Regions from separate parts of the Ovis aries genome. Here region 1 is linked to region 2. Evidence: chromatin contacts called from public Hi-C data. All regions are on one chromosome and are shown on one strand. The core of a region is the stretch at or near the end of the contact, and the rest is flanking DNA. Distances in the headings are between cores, read along the strand shown. Region 1 overlaps NMNAT2 (nicotinamide nucleotide adenylyltransferase 2). Region 2 overlaps NMNAT2 (nicotinamide nucleotide adenylyltransferase 2).

Region 1 (6,835 bases), core at 1,612-4,111, 43 kb before region 2:
GCGTTTCTCTGCGTCTTTATTTGTAATAAAATGAAGAGCTTAGAACTGATGACTTTGGATTGAATTCTGTGAACACTGGAGTAAGTCACAGAAAGCAAGGCTGCCTCGTGACCCAGTCCTGACACGGTGATGTACTCAGGGAAACAACTGTCAGATAGACAAAAAGTAATTCACAAAGAAATCTTAGTCTCAGCTGAAATCCCTCAAAGAATACCAAAACTGCATTCAGCTCAAGACAGAGCAACACTTGAAAAAAAATCTGTCTCACCATGTACATTTCAAATACAACTCATGTAAAGTAAAAAATAAATAGATAAAACAAAGGAAAAAAAAAACAAATACAACTCTCTCTCTCTCTCTCTCAAGAACCATCACCACTCTCCACACTCCTAAAATTCTCTAAGCCCAAATACTCGCATTTTTCTTTTCTTCTCATCTCACTCTCAGGATCTTTTTATTTCTCTTCCACCAGTAACACAGAGAGTTACTTTTCAGAGGAAATCAATCTACCCAATCTGGTTTCTCTAAATTCCCTCCTTTCCCTTTACCCCAATTCAGCAGAGAATGCAGTGTTGTCCCAGAATTCTCCATGATAGGCAGAGAAGAGGAGAGGCTGTTATTAGAGATGAGTAATGATTTTCCTATCACATTGGGACATAGCCAGAAAAATTCGAGAGCATGGGAACTCCTTCACATTGCAGACACTCAAAGATAGAGCAGATGGTGGAAAACTCCCTCTGAGGTCTTCCTAGATTGTATATCATCCTCAACTCCCCAGCTGAGAAGTTCCCCAGTTGCTTACTCTTGTCAGATGGGTCCCTCCACCAAGGACCTCACTGGACACGCATAGAATAGTGGAAGAAAGAAGGAAAGGAAGGGAGGAAGGAGAAAAAGGGAAGAAAAGGATGGCCCTGTCACCGTCCTAGGTGGATGGAGGCACTGCTGAGAGGGAAGAACTGCCTTGAGATTCTCTAGAAGAGTTTCCCATCCTGTTCTTGTTTCTCCTTCTGCTCCTAAGAGAGCTGGCTCAGCCTCGGGGAAATCAGGGTAACCCTTCGCTTTGCTCAACACTTGCATGTGTCATCTCATCTAAACTTTAGTACCACCTGGGCATTGTGTAGACATTGCAGTGAGATGGTCTGTGGATGAGTCTTTCTTCCACGCTGGTATATAAACTACTCTTGGCAGGACTCGATTTTGTAGATCATTGCATTCCTGGCACTCAGCCTAGCCCACTGGCACAGAATAGTAGATGCTCCATGCTGGTGGAATGAAAGTAAGCAGAGCAAATATTTTTTAAGTGAGTCAACTAAAATCCAGAGCCACCAACCAGTTTCAGGCTGGGTCATATCATGTAGAGGTGTGCATACACCTGCGTCCCAGTGCTCGGGCTTCTGAGTCCAGACTTGGTGTGATTCCTGACTCTGACACTTAAAGCAAGTCCTTAGCTTCTCATTTGTAAACTGTGCTTAATGATACCTGTCCCAGTAGAGCAGATGTGATGATAAAATAAACAGTAACAACAAGAAGGTGCTTTTAAAAATCCTTAGCAGAGGAATTCCCTGATGGTCCATTGGCTAAGACTGCCAATGTAAGGGGCCCCAGGTTCGATCCCTGGTCAGGGAATTAAAGCCTACATGCCACAGCTAAGAGATCCTGTGTGCTGCAACAAAAACCTGGCACAGCCAAATAAGTAAAAATAAATATTTTAAAAATTTTGGACTTCCCCTGGTGGCGCAGTAGCTAGGAATATGCCTGCCAATGCAGGGGACATGGGTTTGATCCTTGGTCTGGGAAGATTCCATATGCCTCAGAGGAACTAAGCCCGTGCATCACAACTCCTGAGCCCACGTGCAGCTACTGAAGCCTGTGTGCTTCAGAGCCCACACACTGCAACGAAGAGCAGCCCTTGCTCACTATGACTAGAGAAAGCCCGTGCAAAGCAATGAAGACCCAGTGCAGCCAAAAAAAATTATGGGAAAAAAAAATCCTTAGCAGCTTTCCACTTCTTGGCCCTTCCCTCCTTCTTGCCCCAGGCACCTGGACCCCAGAACACCTGTGTTCTGTGTCTGGATCACCAACACCCTCTGTTCCTGCATCTGATTTTAGGAAGTCCAGTGAAGGTAAAAGTAGAGATCGGCAGCTTGGGGCTGGTCCCGTGCTGTGTGTATCTACACGGCCTCGGCAGATGGAGCCCGCAGCCTCTGGCTCACCCAAGGCAAGACGGACTTAGGCCTTTTCCCAGGGGGAGGAGGCTGGACTAAGTTTTGCGGCCCTCTCTTTCCCCAACCCTCCCTTCCCTGTTCAGGAGCCGCCCAGCCCTCAGAAATTCCTCCGCCTCCACCCCCTCTGGGGGATTTCCTTTCTCAAGGAAAGTAAGATGACCTCGCTCCGGTTTTGGAATTCCAAAATCAAGCAGGAATAAATCTGCCAGAGCTGACCTGTGTTCTAAACACAGAACTCAACGCAAATGCTCCTTTCCTGTGGGCATCGCCTCTGCACGCCACCCCGACCCCCACCAAGTAAGAAGCCAGCTCCAAAGACGCCCTGACTCTCCATCTGACCCAGGCTTTTCTCTCACAGACCAGGCTAGCGTCTGCAGATAGGTAGGAGAGCTTCACGATGGGGGACCAGAAGGCCCAAGAAAATCAGAGTGAGGAAAGCTCTTGGGATCCAGGGCTGGGATCCCAGGGCCTGCAGGGTAGGTGAGGCAGCAACGGGGTCAACCTGGGCCCAGTGCCCAGGATTAGAGGCTCAATTCCCCACTGTCAGTGGAACTCAGCTCCCATAGTTCCAGGAGCTCACCTCTGTCATTAAAACAGTGATTGTAAAGCCTGTAGCGCAGCGCTGGGCACATATTCAACACTCAGAAACCTGGCCTGTTGTCCTGACTCTTACAACACTTAACTGCGCTTGGCTGTTATGTATCTCTCGCCCACACTGGGTGCTCTGTTTGTCTCTTGCGCTTAGCAGAATATCCAGCTCACAGTTGATACTAATTAAATTATTCTGGGACACTAGTCAAGACTCTTTGAATAACTGTTAGCATTGACTTGGGCAGAGGCCTGTCCCTTGATGAGTGACAAAATTTCTGGGGTTAATGAAAGGTAGGGAAACTGAGTCAACCCTAGCAGGGCTTCTCTGCTTCCAGAGACTGCCTGAAGGTGAGTTGATTGCAGGTGTTAAGGGCTGGGGATTCAGTTTTTAGAAAACCAGGGGTAGGCTAACGCTGGGGTTGGGGATATGGGGCTGAGAGATACAGGGTGAAGCTGGGACGACTGTGTGTAGTTAAAGGGCTGACCAGCCTGGCCACACAGTCCTATGGCTGCCACTTTTGAGACATGACCCAAGGGCCCCAGTTTCTAGAGAGAGCTGCCCCACCTTGACACATGTTCCTGAATTTCCCATTTTAGAGTCATTTTTCTAGAGAGAGACATCTGAGGGCTCTTGTCAAAATATATTTGTTACAGATGGATTGGGTAACATTTATGAAATCCACACCTGTCTAGTGATCAGCAGTTCTAGAATCCTGGGTGACCACTAGCCAGGGCCGGAGGGAGGCTCTGAGGTCTGGATCATGGTGCCCACCCAAGGAGGTGAATAAAATTCCAACATGCAGAGCCAGGGCCCAGCGTGAGAAGCTGGTGCTGCTGTGAAAAACCTCAGTTTCCTCAAGTGGGAGGAAAGAGGATCAGAGGAGGCACTATTTCCAACAAATGCTGCCTAGTATACAATATACTGGCTTCCCAGGTAGCACAGTGGTGAGAACCCACCTGTCGATGTGGGCAAGGCAGGAGATGCAGGTTCAATCCCTGGGTCGGGAAGAGCCTCTGGAGGAGGAAATGGCAACCCACTCCAGAATACTTGCCTGGAGAATTCCATGGATGGGGAAGCCTGGCAGGCTGCAGTCCATGGAGTCACAGAGTCAGACATGACTGAGTGCACGTGCACACACACACACACACACACACACACACACACACAGAGTATACTCTATCCCCATGGTGTGAGTGCATGCTAAGTTGCTCAATCATGTCTGACTCTTTGTGACCCCATGGACTGTAGCTCACCAGGCTCCTCTGTCTGTGGTATTCTCCTTGCCCTCCTCCAGGGGATCTTCCTGACCCAGGGACTGAACTTGCATCTCTTTCGTCTCCTGAGTTTATTCCCTCCTTCCCCACCGCTTAGTGTTGGGTGTCAATACTGAAGATGATCTGCTGAGGGCTGGGGGTGGGTGGGCAAGGTGGCGAGCCCGATGAGATCCAGTCCTGCCCTCCAGAGCACAAGTGCAGTGTCAGCAGTCCTGGACAGTCCATCGGAGACCCATGGCCGACCAGCTCCAAGGCCCAGGATGCCTGGTGGAGCTGGCCTGCCCTGGGTCTGCGGCTGATATTAACAGCAGCCTGGGAAGAAATCCGGGGCTGTTGTTTGGCTCAGCACATGATCTTCACAGACACAAAAGAGAAAAATGGGTCAGGAGGAATGTGCTTGGTGTGAATCCACTCCCTTTTCAAGCTGGAGAGCCTGCAGGAGAGAAGGGGCCAGCCCCGCTCTCCGCTCCCCTCGGCTCCCATTCCACAGTGGGGCTGCTGGTCTCAGGGAGGAGTCAGGGAGACGGACGCTCAGCCCACGCCCACTGCCTCCTCGCTGTTCACATGGCTCTCCCTGACCTGTGTCATAATGAGTTCCAGATTCCAAGGGGGACGTCCCTGGGAACCCGAGCACATGGTGTCAGAGGGGACCCTGGGCCTATGATGTCACCAACATTCCCAAGGAAAGCTGCCTCCAGCCCCCCACCTGCAGATGGTGTCAGGATGGGCGGAAAATGAGCCCAGGAAGAGAAAAACAGGCTGAATCCTCCCCCCAGAGTGGGCCTTCTTTCACTAATCACTGAATTAGAAACCTCCACGTATCAAAGATTAAAGGCTCTGGTTACTCTGAATTTGGTGGTTCACTCAGCTCATAGGCTCCTCTCATATATTAAAAGCTGTTAGGATGTGATGTCTTTAATTCGCCTTGAGTTAAATGCACACACACCCCCACAGTAGCTGTCCTCAGTGGTATAGCACCCACTAAAGGAATGCGGGACACGCATGCTGCCAAACACGCATGATGCATGTACATGGTCACATGGAGATGCTGTGTCAATGGGGAACTTGGCGCTTATCCTTTATTTTGTTAAACCAGTTGAAATAAATGCATTTATATTAAAAAAAATAAAACAGTTGAAATATAAATGGACCCTTTGAGAGGCATGTGCAAAAGCATTTTATTTCTGTCTTTCTGTCTGCCCCGAGTGATTTCAGCCAGGCACAGATGGTCATCACAGTATGAAGGACAGTCCACTAAATATGCTCTTCTATTTTTTAAAAATCATAAGCAGCATCTTTTTGTTGAGGTAGGCGAATGTTCTAGATAACAAGAGAAAACCCTTGGATAGAACATTAAGATGGAGTGTTAATTTAAACTTTTGACCGAATTACTATAGTTTTTAATCTCTTAAAATCTGTATGAGGTGATATTAGGATCTTAAATTCTCAAAACTATCATGTACAAAGTATAGAACTTTGGTAATTTTCACTTTCAGACTGGAAAATCTAGTTTTTAGGTGCTTGCACTTTTATCTATATCTGTGTTGCAGTTCAGCTCAGAGCTGTGTATAGGATGAGTATCTAAGAGTATTATCAAGTGTTTCATTTGATAAGGAGGGGCCAGGTACATAGGGATGTAAAAAGAAGTAAACCATAGCCCTAAACTACAGTTGCACCAAAGAAAATGGGAACAGACTTGTTATTGGTGATATACACAGAGCTGTGGAAAGAATGGATTTTGCTACTAAAGGCCCAGGGACTTGGCGAGGTGAATTGGACTTTGAAGGGTGGGCAGGTGTTACCAGCAGGGGAAGGACATCTGAGGCAGAATGAACACAGGGGTGAAGGGGGTGTGTTCAGGGATCCACGTTGCTGGGGACGAGGGCATGCCTGAGGCTGCAGCAGAAGCGGAAGAGGAGGGTTCAGATTTAAGGGCCAGATACGCTCTCAGCTTGGGAGTCTGGGCCTCATCCTGCAGGCAAGTTGTGAAAAGTTTGAAGGCATACTGGAGGCTGAATGGGTGACCCTGGAGACTGTAAGAAGGTTCCACATGGGACACCCTGCAGGCAGCTTCTGACTTTCAGCCCAGATTGCTGCTGGCAGGGTCCGCCTCATAAACAGAAGGCCCAGAGCTGTAGCTCAGCACAAACCACCCGTTCCCCATAGCTACTCACCCAGCAGGGCCCTGGAGAGAAAACCCAGCCGTGGCTGGCGCCAAACCATAGCTCTCTGATTCAAGGCGTTTGTTCCAGCCTTCCCCTTTGGGGCTGCCGTTGGTAATAATTAGTGATTAATTCATATGTAATTGTTGTTGGATTTTAAGGGGTATGTTTCTCAAAAGGAGATGCTTGAAAATAGAAATATCTAAGTATCTTGTGAAAACGGCAGGAACACAGTGTTTTGAACATTGTGTGTGTGTGTGTGTGTGTGTGTGTGTGCGCGCGCGCACGCACGTATATGTGTGTGTATGCACTCAGTCATGTCTGATTCTTTGTGACCCCATGGACTATAGCCTGCCCGGATCCTCTGTCCATGGAATTTCCCAGGCAAGAATACTGGAATGGGTTGCCATTTCCTTCTCCAGAGGATCTTCTCGACTCAAAGATTGAACCCTCCTCTCCTGCGTCTTTTGCCTTTGCAGACGGGTTGTTTACCACTGCGCCATATGGGAAGCCCCATATTTTGGACATTAGTTTTCTTTTTTCCTTGCTAACCAAATACCTGGTTATCCATGCCTAGTGAAA
Region 2 (6,635 bases), core at 239-2,738:
TACTCCAGGCTCCCCTCCTAGGGAGGGAGGGGCAGGGCTGCACCCTGGGCACTGGGTTCTCCCAGGAGGCCCAGCAGATGTGACATCATTTCTACGAACTTTTCTGGCTCTTGTCCTCTGATCCCCAGGAGTGATGCACATGAGTTGACTCATACTGACCTGCTAGAACCATTTGAAAATTTTCAGAAATTTTACCAGTTGGTTGTTAAACTCAGTCAAAAAAATTAAATTATACTAAGTAGCAGTTAAATGGGCTTCCTGGGTAGCTTAGCTGGTAAAGAAACTACCTGCAATGCAGGAGACCCCCTCAATTCCTAGATCATGTGGTTCCCCTGGAGAAGAGATAGGCTACCCACTCCAATATTCTTGGGCTTCCCTGATGGCTCAGACAGTAAAGAATCTACCTGCGATGCAGGAGACCTGGGTTCTATCCCTGGGTTGAGAAGATCCCCTGGTGGAGGACATGGCAACCCATTCTAGTATTCTTACCTGGAGAATCTCCACGGACAGAGGAACCTGGCTGGCTGCAGTCCATGGGGTCCCAAAGAGTCAGACATGACTGAGTGGCTAAGCATGGCAGTTAAATACCTTGTATTAAAAACAGAGGTGATAAGTACTCAAAAACTCCTCGATTCCTTAAGTTTTAATAGTTTTTATTTACCAGCACATGGCTGTCTGAAGGCCACAGGAAAGAGTACTTCTGGGTGCTCCCCAAAGCCAGCAGGAGCATTCACCCTCAGGTTCCACAGCCACAAACACCCAAAAGCCTTGTACTCCCCCTGCCTGGCAGTTCCGCACCTGGCCAGGAACTATTGTCTCGGGACAAAGTCTTCTTGACCAGCCGCGCTCAGAGCAGTCTTCAAACTTTCAACCGTATTCCAGTGTGTATTTTCCTCCCATACCTTGTTCCGGGAAGAATGTGAGCCAGCTTCACCTGGGACCTCGTTCACCTCCCCAGCACCCAGGGTCCGTGTATCAGGTTGCGGCCTGGGGAGTACCCCCTTGGACAGAGAGGCAACGCAGTGGCTGTGCTCCTAGCATTCCTTGTGAAGCTTGGCCCCATCTGACCCCCTCTCTCAGAGAAAGGAAAGCTGAGTGGCCACAGCTGTGTGGATGGATTCGTGGCCTGGCGTGGTACAGGTGGTGGCTGCCTCAGGGTGTGATGGGAGCTGGAAAGGGCCTCGGGGCCTGGGACTTCACAGAAGCAGGATTCCTGGGAGGAGAGTGTGACAGAGGAGGGCTGACTCTGGCTCCCTGGATCCTGAATTGGGGAAGGAAATGGGACCCAGAGGAGCAGCCTGGCCCCCAGACCACTGTCCTGTGAGGCCCTTTGGCTCACACCTCCTCTTTCTGAAATCCCCTTGCACGCTTCACGAGAAGGAAAAAGCCATTTCTCCTAGCTCAGTTAGCATCCATGGTGCCATTTCCACTTTGTTAACCAGGCCTGCCCCAGACTTGCAGGCTGAGAACGTGAGCTAGGGTAAACCAGGGAATCCACTGCTGCCCTCCAGCGGCCACACATGGGATTCCCAAGCCCTGCCGGGGCCTCTGGTCTGTGACAAATCCATCCGTTCCTGTGCTGCAAGCAAAGGTGAACCCCCCCTCCCCCCCGCCCCCCGCCACGCTTTAACTTGCTCTGCTTTGGCTTTAAAAATAATCTTACGTTATACTCGAGTGAGAAAGTGAGTCTCTGGATCCGGAATTGAAAAGAGATTCATTTCCCTGGCTGCAGAGCCGGGTTTCTCAACCACACCACCGTTGTCATAGGAAACAGGCGTAACCCTGAGGTGTGGGGGCTGGCTGTGTGCCGTGTGGACTTTTGAGCAGCGTTCCTGCCTTCCCAGCACTAGGTGCCGGTAGCACACCTCTCTCTCCAGCCTTGACGACCAAAACAACGTCTCCTGACCGGAGACGCCCCCGGTTGAGAACCACTGATGTAGAAAAAGCTGAGGGCCAACATGTCTCCTGGACGTGGCCTCCAAACCAGAGGTTTAGGCCCACGGTTATAAAGCTGCAGCCTTTCAACAGAGCTGACCTGGAACTTTGGGTGGCTCTGACTCCGAGCAGGGGACAGGGAGCATCAGGAACCCCAGAGTCAGCCCAGTCTGGCTCCTCTCGGCCATCCTGGAGGCGGACTATGACCAGGGCCTCCATGCTGCCAGAGCCAAGGCCACAGTCACCATCTGGCCCTGCCATCCTGGGGTACCCAGAAGGCTCTGAGACAGCCTGCCCGCATGGCCTCTGTGGCCAGCCTCTCTGTCTTTCGATCATTCAACACATCCTGAGCACCTACTGTGCGCAGGTCACTCTGCTAGGCCCTGGGTATATAAAGATCTATTAAGTTCCCTGGATGTAAACAGAACATTAGGTGACAGTGTGACAGGGGAGGGGGAGGTGGGAGGCTGCAGGAATATTTAGGTGTTAAGACCCCGGTGCTGCAGGGGACTTCCTGAGGAGGAGCTGTGCTGACCTGGGACTGAGATGTTGACCCTGTCTTTCTTCAGCCCAGCAGTCTCCCACTGAGCCTGCACCCGGGGCGAGCTCACCACCTGAAAGTCCTCGGCAGGTCCCTGGGCTAGCTACAGGGTCTGAGGAGGGCAGAGCTGGGGCCAGGGTGGCAGCGATCTCTGGAGGCTCAGACTAGGGCTGTGTCACTGGTTCCGACAGGATGCCCACAGTCACAGGCCTTGATGATAGAGCTTGGTGGCTCAGACCGTAAAGAATCCTCCTGCAATGAGGGAGACCTGGGTTTGATCCCTGGGTTGGCAAAGATTCCCTGGAGGAGAGCATGGCAACCCACTCCGGTATTCTTGCCTGGAGAATCCCATGGACAGAGGAGCCTGGTGGGCTACAGTCCATGGGGTCGCAAAGAGTCGGACACGACTGAGCAGCTAAGCACAGCACCTGATGAAAGAGCCTGGGGAAAGTACCTGGGAACCAAACACATCACCTGAATCTCAATCCAGGTGGAGGTCTCTCCCCACGTGATTCTGAGAATCCCAGGATTCTTTTCCACCCCCGTTGCTCAGTTTTCATGCCCCAGTCAGTTTGCTGCCTGTTTTAAGCGACAGTGGCCTCGTTGGGATAATTCAGACCGGGCTTAATGAGGGAAGAAAAACAAGTGATAAGCTGGAAATGTGCCTGGGAGTTGGGAAGGTGGGGGCAGACTCACTTCTCAAGCCCTTTGCTGAGGACAGTGGCCACGTACAGGCAAGACATGTGATGAGCTGAGCCAGCTGGTGAATTGAGGGTGCACGCCATGTCCCCTGCCCCCATCACGCCATGCTTGTGATGGAAGACAAACCCCAGAGGATGCCCAGCAGCAGAGAAGCCAAACTCCACGGGCACTTTGGTTTGATATAGAGCAAAAAAGAGAGCCTCTTAGACCTCACACAAGGCGTGTAGCTGCCTTAGACCATGGGTGACCAGCCATCCTGGTTTAGCATGAAACCCATCCCGGAAATCCTTCAGTCCCAGCAAACCAGGACAGTTACTCTCTGCTCCATTCCGTAGGAGAGAGGTTCCTCCTGCAGGGAGTGAGAGTGGTCTGTAAATGAGCCCGGGGGAGGGGTGAGCAGAGGTTTCAGTGCAGCAGCAGCGTGGTGCCTGCTAGAAGTGGGCTCTGGAGCTTCTGTGCTGGTCGGAGGAAGAAGGCTGAGATTTGAACGCTTCCCTCTCCTTTTGCTAACTTTGTCCCCCCTCCTCAGAGCTGCGGATCTTGCTGCTGTGTGGCAGTGACCTTCTGGAGTCCTTCTGCATCCCAGGACTGTGGAACGAGGCAGATGTGAGTAGCAGGGTTATGGCCTGCGCACAGCTGGTGTGGGGCAAGATGGGGAGGGGCACTCGACTCTGACCCCTGGTCTTCCCTCCCCACCCAGCCTCCCTCCCCAGCTTGAGTCTCCCATCTCCCGTGAGCTCCCGGGAGGGCAATCCGTTCACATCATGATGGAAAAAAATTCTCACTACCCCCAAGCTTTATCTCCTCCTGTATTTTTACACTCACTCCCCCTCATGCTTGCTCCTGGAAAGCCCCTGGGAAAAAAGCAATCTGAGTCATAGAATGCCTTCGCCAAACAGCACTTAGAGTATGTGTGCTGGTGGGGAGAGGTGGGGGAGAGAGGTCTTTAAAAAAAAAAAAAAAAAAGCCTTTGCCCTTTTGAAATTATTATGTGCTTTTTTTCCCTTTGATTCTTTTTGAAGAGGTGGTAAATACCATCCTAGAATTTCCTTAACAAGAGAAAAAGTGTCAAGAGGGGAGAAGTTAATGATAAAAGGTCAGTAGGATCCTTCTGGCAATTGACTTGGGATTTAGGGAACCGGGAATTGAAACTTATACCATTTAGAAGCTCAGTGGACAAGTTGTTACCAGATCTGGCCGAGATGGTCTTAAACTAGCTAATTCATAAGTTCCTCATCCTTTAGACATACATTCATTTTTGTTCTTTCACGAATTCATTCATCTGATAGTCAGACCTCATGCTCGCTCCCAAGCCTATGGCCCTTTGAAAGTGGGTTTCTCCTGGCAGATATTCTAGACCTAGTACATTTTTTTGATTACTTACTGTGTGACCCCATGCAAATCACTCAACTCCTTTGAGCCTTGGTTGTTTTTTTAAACCTAAAGAATGTTATCTGTAGCATTCTGAGATTTTAAAAGCAATATACAATACAGTCTCTGCCCAGAAGTATTAGGTGGCGAGATGTCAGCTTATGAAATTTTTTCATGTACATATACGTCTCTGAGGCTTCCCTGGTGGCTCAGACGGTAAAGCGTCTGCCTGCAATGCAGGAGACCCAAGTTCGATTCCTGGGTCGGGAAGATCCCCTGGAGAAGGAAATGGCAATCCACTCCAGCACTCTTGCCTGGAAAATCCCATGGATGGAGGAGCCTGATAAGCTACAGTCCATGGGGTCGCAAAGAGTCAGACACGACTGAGCGACTTCACTTTCACTTTCACTTTATGTCTCTGAAGAGAAAGAGACAACCTTCAGGGTGAAACTCAAGATCTTAGTTCTGCTCCAGCACAGCTCGTGACAAGATATATTACAAGCATCAGCTTTTCCCATCTCAAAAATGGCCATCGTAATAGTAACCCTTTCATAGGGTTTGGGAAGAATTAAATGAGATTGTCCATGTAAAGTGCCCAGCCTAGCACCTGACACACAGTGACATACAACTGTTAATAAGTCAATCTGCCTAAATAGACACATCAATAAACACAGAGACGTTCAAGGTGAAGGGCATAAATGCTAACACGCTGTGGGATAACCAAGCAAGGAGGGAGAGTTTCAGGGGAAACGAGTTATACTATGTAAGCCCTTTCCTCTCCACGCCTGAACAATTTCTTGCAGGTGAAATTTTAAACCTCTTTTCAATTCTGGATTAAGTGGCTTAATTAACTTTTACTTTCCTCTCTACTTTGCAAGCTGCTTTGAAAGGAAAAAGTAATGCAGGCGAAGTTCTGTACAAGATTTCAGCAAAGCTCTTTCAAGAATCCAGGCAAATCCGGGCAGTAGCCTGAGGCCCCTTCCCACAGGGAGGCCCTGGCAGCCAGGGAGGGGATTTACAGGGATAAAGTGACAGGGCAGCAGCCTGAAGGGCCAGCACGTGAGCAGGACGTCTCAGGGGCCTCCTTGCTGCATGTGACTTGTGATGTGTGCCTCTCAAGGGCAGACACAGGCTTTCTGGAGCCTGAAACGGACACAACTAGGGGCCCTTAAAGCACAGCCAGCCCCTCTGTGCTGACTGCAGGGCCTCTAGATTCTTTCCCAAACGGCTGCTCCTGACCTTGTCAGGTCTGACTTATAGAGACCAGGGAAAAGAGCCCCAGGTCACTCCTCTTCCGGTTGGTCCCTGATACTGAAGTGGGACCAACCAGAAAGGGAATGTGTTGATTAAAAGAGAAAAATTGAGAAACCGAAAGCTGTTGATGTACTGGGGCTGTGGCAGTGGGGGTGGACTTGACGCTCATTTATTCAGTCATCTTCCCACCTGACCGGCACCCTGGGGATCGGACACCCAGCCTGGCTACTCCCAGAGGTGCAGCAGATCCAGACCAAGTGGGGACCCCACGTCTGTGCAGCTGAAGGGGCTGAGAATGCCCATCCACAGCACGAGCAGAAGGGCGATTGGATGAAGCAGACCCTCAGGGCTCACTCCAGAGGATTTTCTAGAGCCTGGAATGCTAACCTCCCCACCCTCAAGCACCCACGAAACTCTGTGGGATCCTTAGAATCATGCCATCTGAACAGAAAAAAACATGGAGCTGTTTCCTTACATAATGAGTGTGACTCTCAGGCCACAACAGAGGTGTGCCAGAAATATCACATGTAATTTATTCATACCTAATGAAAATTCAACTCCAAATCACTATCCCCAGGGATGATGGGAAATAGGTCTCAGTCATTGCTGACCAGCAGAACCTGAGAGGCTCTTGTGGGCTCCGAACACGAGCATCTCTTCATCGGGGTTGCCACACACATCTTCCCTCTCAGGACCTTGAGGTGGGTGGCCCTCCCCTCTGCCCACCTGGGGAATGGGACTCCTGACTGAGTCTGGAAGCCCCGTGCTGGACACCACCCACCTATGATCCTGCCCCTGTCTTCTTCTGAGGCTTTGCCCTTAGGGCAGGGGG

Evidence for each region. Hi-C and Micro-C count contacts between places; a contact is called where the count stands out from the background.
Region 1: a contact with region 2 is called in a Hi-C map of liver, with 4 times the contacts expected there. The contact joins two enhancer-like sites. A contact is called at or near these places in 7 of 16 Hi-C or Micro-C datasets (hypothalamus, liver, mixed tissues and 3 more).

What each region holds. Positions count from the first base shown.
Region 1 is chr12:63,801,192-63,808,026 of ARS-UI_Ramb_v3.0, reverse strand. The region is part of intron 6 of NMNAT2 (nicotinamide nucleotide adenylyltransferase 2); the gene reads left to right. Among named protein-coding and RNA genes, the nearest start is that of TRNAG-UCC, 53 kb to the left of the region's middle. Within about 2 kb of position 2,861, at least 8 of the 54 cell types and tissues checked have an H3K27ac peak or open chromatin away from gene starts, as enhancers often do. A contact at or near this core is called in liver, where this site is marked.
Region 2 is chr12:63,756,779-63,763,413 of ARS-UI_Ramb_v3.0, reverse strand. It overlaps NMNAT2 (nicotinamide nucleotide adenylyltransferase 2), which reads left to right. Exons shown (of 16, transcript XM_060396688.1): 13 at 3,708-3,784. Among named protein-coding and RNA genes, the nearest start is that of LAMC2, 96 kb to the right of the region's middle. Within about 2 kb of position 1,488, at least 15 of the 54 cell types and tissues checked have an H3K27ac peak or open chromatin away from gene starts, as enhancers often do. A contact at or near this core is called in liver, where this site is marked.